Regions from separate parts of the Zea mays genome. Here region 1 is linked to region 2. The links are chromatin contacts, called in public Hi-C maps. All regions are on one chromosome and are shown on one strand. The core of a region is the stretch at or near the end of the contact, and the rest is flanking DNA. Distances in the headings are between cores, read along the strand shown. Region 1 holds the start of LOC100282158. Region 2 holds the start of LOC103643835 (protein UPSTREAM OF FLC).

Region 1 (3,303 bases), core at 150-2,649, 650 kb before region 2:
ACACGTAGCAGCATGTATGTCAAAATAATTTTGATAGCTAGCAGTTAACCTTGCACTGCATGTTGGGACATGGCCCATGGGTATTATACTTCACATGAATGATGAAGCAGCAGTGAGCGGATAATGCAGCATGGTTTTGGATTCTGCCGACTGTTGCGCATGGATGTTGGCGTTGCGCATCATTTTTTGCTCCGTCAGCAGTGGCTAGGGAGGCGATTCCCCGGTGCCGTGTGTTTAGATTAGGTGATTGTAACTTACAAAGGCGTCCATACATACACACCATCCATGTATCCCACGGTAAATTTCGAAGACTGTATGTATAAGTACATATTTGTTATACGATGGTAAAGACAAAAGCTATGTAGGATTTGCGTGCTCTCATGAAACTATGATACGTGGCTATAATTACTTCCGGTTCCCGCTGAAATCGCTAGAATTTTCCATTGACTACATTCCATCCCGGTATCTCGGTCGGATCCCATGTCTCGATCGTTTTTACGTGATTGGAAAACTGAAGCTGAAGCGGCCAGCCCCGATGCCAAGGCTAATGTGACTTTATTTTTCTTTAACAGACTGTTACAGAGATGTATAAGTTTCTTTGACATGGTAACTTTTTTAAGAGGAGAGAGAAATGGGTCATGATAGGGGTGTTTAGGATTGCCCTGGATTTCAGCTCTTGGAGCTGCAGTTCATAATATAAATTTATTAAATAGTTTTAATTTCTTATTTTAAATAATAAATAAAATAACTTATCTAAATATATTTTGAAGGTTTATAACTCTAGCCCCATAATTTGTTAAGCATCTACTAACCTGTGTCACCAAATTCAATATATTTTTTTTGGAGCTGAAACAGTCTCAAACACCCCTAACCCTCTTTGGCTGCACCATTGAGAAAATCAGGTTTACTCCAATTTCACCAGAAAAAAAGCCTGGTTACGCACAACCCTTCTCTTGTACATAAAGCATCAATTTTCATGGTTCTATAATCGTCATGCTTCTCTATATTTAAATGATAAATAACTAAAACTATATATAAATAAGAAATGAAATCATGGCTATTGGCTCTAACGCTATCTTCAACAGCTTATTGATCCACATACTCATATTTAAACTTCACTCTGCGAATAATAGAGATTATAATATAAAACAATATTTTGAGTAACCATATGAGTGAATAATAATGTTTTGAGTGACCATATAAGGGAATTGAATATTCAAACTTGTCTAGCCAACAATACATGCATCTTTTGTACTTTATATTTATAAATGAAAACCGAGGGCACCTTGCTAGTAGTAGTAGCAATTGGAGCAAAAGAAGGCCCAACCAGCACGTCACACTGCTGCGAAGGACACCAGGCCCGCCGAAAATTGTGTGAACGCCCCTTTCTTCTACCCCAAGACGAACTCGGTGAACTCTTTCCGGTTCGTTCCCCTACGCCCGTTTCTCTCTCGTCGCGCAACATCAGAGCACAAGCGAGGAACCCAGTCCAGTCCCGGGAATGGAGTGCGTATTGGGCGTGGTTGGCCGCGACTTCGCGCTGGTGGCGGCCGACACCTCCGCCGTGCAGAGTATTCTCGTCCACAAGACCGACGAGGACAAGGTGATGGTGCTCGACTCGCAAAAGCTGATGGGCGCTTCAGGGGAGCCTGGTGATCGGTAGGTTCTCTGCCCTCGCCGATCCGTTCGTTCAAAGGCCGGCCTATCGATTCCACGTTCGCTTTTTTTGGGTTTTTGTGTGTCGTGCGATCTGATCTCGATCTGCCTGGGTTTCTGGGGGTTCTGATTGGGGCCGTTTCTGTTGGCGCAGGGTGCAATTTACGGAGTTCATACAGAAGAACCTCCACCTGTACCAGTTCCGGAACACCATCCCGCTCTCAACCGCCGCCGCCGCCAACTTCACACGCGGCGAACTCGCCACAGCCCTTCGCAAGGTACTAATCCGAATTAATCTTGTTTCTCTCTTTGTGCGATTTGGGCGTTCCAAGGTTCCATTGGATGGATATTATTAAATGGCGTTCAATTTTTTTAGTCGAGAGTGATTACATACCAAGTTTAATCTGTGATTGGGGCTGATTTCATTAAGCAAGGGGCACGAAACTTGGGGCAAAAGACGTGTGTCCGAGTTTCTAATCTCTTTAGCCTTTTGGTTTAGTGGTTTGTGGATGAACTGGTTTATCCCTAGTCATTTACTGAGTTCTGTAATCATAAAACATCTTCTAATTTCAAACAAAACATCACATGGCAGCTCCTAATGAACTGGTGTGATTTATTGAATTGAATCTAGAATCTTGTAGGCTTGCTAAAGATTGTTTTTTAATGTCTGTAGTTTATAAGGCCATCACAGGGTAAATATCTCCACTCCTTTAAATCAGGAGTTTTGTGCGTCGTGCTTCATGCTTGAAGCACGTAGAGTAGATTTGTTTTCCCCCATGTCCTACCTAACAAACAGGCCATTAACTCCCAAATGAGAAGTGAGACCCAAGTCTAACATGACATGAAGCCACATGCTGTGCAGTGCCCAGGGATAGTACCAAGGAGAACGAATGACCAAACAAGCTATAAAAAAGGGGCAGATCTCCTTTTAAACTCATACTTTTCTCGACTTTTTGGCTAAGAGAAAATATAGTATCTACAGTTTAATATCTGGTATGTGGGTTATATGACCACTTTAATTTTAAGTTTATTTTTTGTGGGGAGGATCCACTTTAACTTCAAATTTTAAATTTATTTTTTATGAGGAGAGTTTATCACAGTGGCTTGTCACTGGACCCTTGGGTCGTACAACTGCTTGCACTATAGCATCAAATATAATTGGTATACCGTTGCAATGTAGTATGGTATTTACATATGAGAGTCTAAGAGCACCCCGAAGTCTGGACTGTCATAGGCCCTAGAGGCCTTAGGCTTTGCTCATTCTGTTGGACGACCGTTCGTCCCTAACTGTCCACGTGGCCCAGCAATTGGCGTGGCCCTGACGCGTTATTGGTGAAGCCGGTCATAACACCTTTACATTCCCCAGCAATTTTAGCAGTATGCCTTAGCGTGTTCATGGAGATCCTGTAGGCACCAGTAATTCATGTACAAGTAGATCCGCTCTGATTTCAGATTGATCGTTACAATTGGTGGCACTGTTTCTTATGTTGTAGTATTTGCTTGTGCTTGAATTGCATCGGCTTCTAATGCTATATGTTGTACTTTGAGGGTGCACTGGGCTGTATGTGCCCTCATTTGTGATCTCATTCATAAAGATTTGCAGCTAATATTCGATAATGCTTACTCTCTGTTCCAATGTTCCAAAAT
Region 2 (3,372 bases), core at 632-3,131:
AGATAATAGTTTACATATATTAAGTATAATAATTCAACATATAACACAATAAAATTACAACCGCATTGGCTAGGTTGGTGTGTTTAAGTCTCTCATATACGTGGGTGTGTGTTTAAGCCTCATAGCTACACATTTTTTTGTTAAATTATACAATATACTCAGATGGGCCAGCGCGCTACCGGGCCGGCCCGGCACGGCTAGCAGACACATGGTTATTTTCTTTTCACTTCCATGGAGATTTATGTGTCGTTCGGTGGGCTTCTGATGTTACATAGATGTGCCTTTCCACTGTTGGTAGCTTCGAGCTTGATTAGAGACTCTTTTCATTGCTGCTAGTTTATATTTCCTGCCAAAAAGATAATTGTTCATTAAGGATCTTTAACCGATGTTTTTTGTTATTTTCTGGAGACCTATATGTTCATCGACCAAACTTGTTTTTGTATTAGTGTATAATATTATTGTCACTGTTTTTATGTCGTGGACTATATTTTTTGTACGTCATTGAAACTACCCATAAATTTGTCACTGTGTATCAGTGTATGTGTATGCAGTTGGCTTGATGTGAGACAATAAGCTGAACCCACTAGGTTTCCACCCAATTACAGGTTGGTTTGGGGTCAATAATATTATTGGGTATTGGGTTTAATTTTATTCTTATATTTTAGAGTGGATGTGAGATGGATATCAAAGTTATTATATTTAGGTATGGATGGAAGTGGATTGGATTTTTTTGCCATTAGCATGCCTATACTTAGAAAACTAACCGAGATCTCTAGTTTGTACATATCCTTAAGGACTGATTTGGTGACCCGGGATCCCGAGAAGAAGAAATCCTCTTGCTATTCAAAATTGAACTACAAGGGAATTTCTCCCCCATGGTTCCCCTTGGGATCCCTAATCACCAAATCAGCCCTAAGGTATGTACAAACCCATTTAACGTGGAGTTTCTAGTTTTTTTTTTTTTTTTTTGAAAAGTGTCCATTTCCAAATAATTATTTGTACATAACTTAAAGAAATAGAATTATATTGTACAGTTCTTTAACTATCTCTTGTACTCTTATCCTTGTAAAACTGATTCATGGTCTCGGAAACGTCCCTATACTGCGTGATTGGATTACGTGGTTGGATGGTTGTGCGCGTACAGCTAGGCTCGTGCAAGCCTTGTCCACCAGATACGACCGTTTCATGCGTATGTGCAGGTACAGTCAAATAAGCCTATGCTACATTAGTTCTTGCACGGTCAGCCTCTTAGATGCATCGAATCAAACACGCTACTTTAGATCATGGTCAATGCATATAAGTCTTGGCTCTCATTGTGCGGACAACTAAACGCTTGGCTAGTGACTCCGTAGGACATTCGGCACGCATAAAAGCTGTTGTATCATAAAGCTGGAAGCTTTTCGTACACGGCGCTCTACAATGATTTACCACGCCAGCCCTTTTCACCGTCAGAGGGGTCTTCCGGGCCGGCTCGGGCGGCATCGGCGGCACCACACTAAGCCTAGACGCAGGCGCAGGGCAGCTCGGCGCGCCACAAGGTCAGCCTGAGATGCGGTGAGGACAGGCTCTGATTTCTTTTGTTTGCTTGGAGCGGGGAGCCGTGGACTGTGTTTGCCTTTTTTTTTTCTTTTCTGTTTGATAGGTACTCCAGGATAAAACAATCTTTCAGCTGGTTGTTGCACCCGGAGGGATAGGGTCATGGCTATTTCTCTGTTTGGTAGTAGAAGGGTCAAGTCTCGTCAAGAGGGGTGTGTCTCCTCTGTCCCGTGCGTGCCGCTACCGGACGCCAACGAACCAATCCACGTCTCCACACCGCAATGGGAGGGAGGGAGGTCCATGATTAACCCACCCGGTGCTTGCACTTTCCGCCAATGACCGCCGAGCCGTCTCCGGCCTCCGCGCTCCGCGGCTAGGCAGGCATTGGCGCGACGGGCGCAAGCGCAATCAATGCCACCGGCTCCCCTCCTGTTCTCTTCCCGTCGCCCGCATCCGCAGTCCCAGTCCCAGTACCCGCTGCTTTATTCCCCTGCGCCATACATACTGCCGTTTGACCTCGAGCTCCTGGCTGCGCCCCTGCTGGCCCGTGCTCTCTACCCCTTTTCCCTTCCCCGCCATTAACCTGACGCGCACCAGGCGCAGGCCGCCGCAGACTCGCCGTCGAGAGGACGAGGGAAAAAGTCATTCCCTTGCCTGCTTCTGCTCGCCCGAAAAGGCTCCCGTTCTGCAGGCCCGCCCCGCCCCGATTCAATGCAGCCATTGCCTTGTTGAGCTCGTCTCGTCCCGCTGCTTTCCCTCTCGTCGTGCTCCTCCCCACGCGGCCACGCCACGCCTCGCTGTAAACCGACCCTGTTGAGGCTTGGACGCACCCGCGTGTCCGCGCCTGCCTCCCATCCCACGCCCCCTCCCCTCCACTCCACTCCACTCCCGCGCCGTCACCGGCCGGGGGGAAAGCTCCAACCGAGGGGTTTTTGTTTGTACGCGCCCGTTTGGCCCTTGCTGTGGTCACATCGCCCGCTCCCCCGCTGCAGCAGCGCCAAAGATATGAGAGGAAAGTTTGGGATCAGTTCCCCGGTGCCCCGCCCCCTCATGTGCCCGCGCCAGTGACCTCGAAAAGGACCGCGCGCCGCGCCTTGCCCCGTGCCCAGCCGACTCTCTCTCTCTCTTCTCGTCCCGATTCTGATCTGGTTGCCGGCACCAGCGAGGTCCAGTCTCGGCGCCGCCGGCGAATGCAGGGTCTGGAGGCGCCCGCCCGCTAATCTCGACTTGGAGCTCGAGGTACCCCTCCCTCACTCCGCTGCAGACTCGTCCCCTGTCCTTGTCTTGTTTATATTATTTAATTACTCGATGGGAAATTGGGAAGTTGCCAGGCTTGCATTTTGTGCCGCCGTCGTCTGATGTGATGTAACTGAAGGGCAGCAGGGGCAGCCACAAGCCAGCCAGCCAGCCGCGGGTTTTCCGGATTCTCTCCTGCTGCTGACGCGACTTCAGTTTCTTCCTAGGAGGGGGAGGAGCGTGTGAAACTCAGGTTGGGCGAGGATGGAGAGCCGGGGGCGGCGGCCGCGGAGCCCCGAGCGCCGGAGGCCGGCGGCGCGGAAGGTGCCGGTGGTGTACTACCTCACCCGGAGCCGCCACCTCGAGCACCCGCACTTCGTCGAGGTGCCGCTGGCCTCGCCGGAGGGGCTCTATCTCAGAGGTAAGCTAGCGGATGCGCGTCCTCGTATCCAAATTCCAGTTTTCTCCGCGGGTGCTCGTCTACCGACGATGGCTTATTTTCTGCTCTTTTTCCCGGGGTGGCGGCGGGCGGGCGGGCTTCAGATGTGATTAATCACCTGAACATGGTGCGCGGCAAGGGCATGGCCGCGATGTACTCGT

What was found. A called contact is a pair of places that touch in the nucleus more often than the background predicts.
Region 1: a contact with region 2 is called in a Hi-C map of tassel, with 1.8 times the contacts expected there. The contact joins the promoter of LOC100282158 here to the promoter of LOC103643835 in region 2. A contact is called at or near these places in 2 of 25 Hi-C or Micro-C datasets (ear and tassel).

Annotation. Positions count from the first base shown.
Region 1 is chr1:269,852,721-269,856,023 of Zm-B73-REFERENCE-NAM-5.0, reverse strand. LOC100282158 reads left to right here and starts at 1,399. Exons shown (of 3, transcript NM_001155070.2): 1 at 1,399-1,659; 2 at 1,811-1,934. The coding sequence starts at 1,502. It overlaps LOC103643844 (chloride channel protein CLC-d), which reads left to right. Exons shown (of 23, transcript XM_008667011.3): 23 at 1-408. It also overlaps the pseudogene LOC111590659.
Region 2 is chr1:269,203,420-269,206,791 of Zm-B73-REFERENCE-NAM-5.0, reverse strand. LOC103643835 (protein UPSTREAM OF FLC) reads left to right here and starts at 1,881. Exons shown (of 7, transcript XR_561334.2): 1 at 1,881-2,775; 2 at 2,861-3,193; 3 at 3,316-3,372.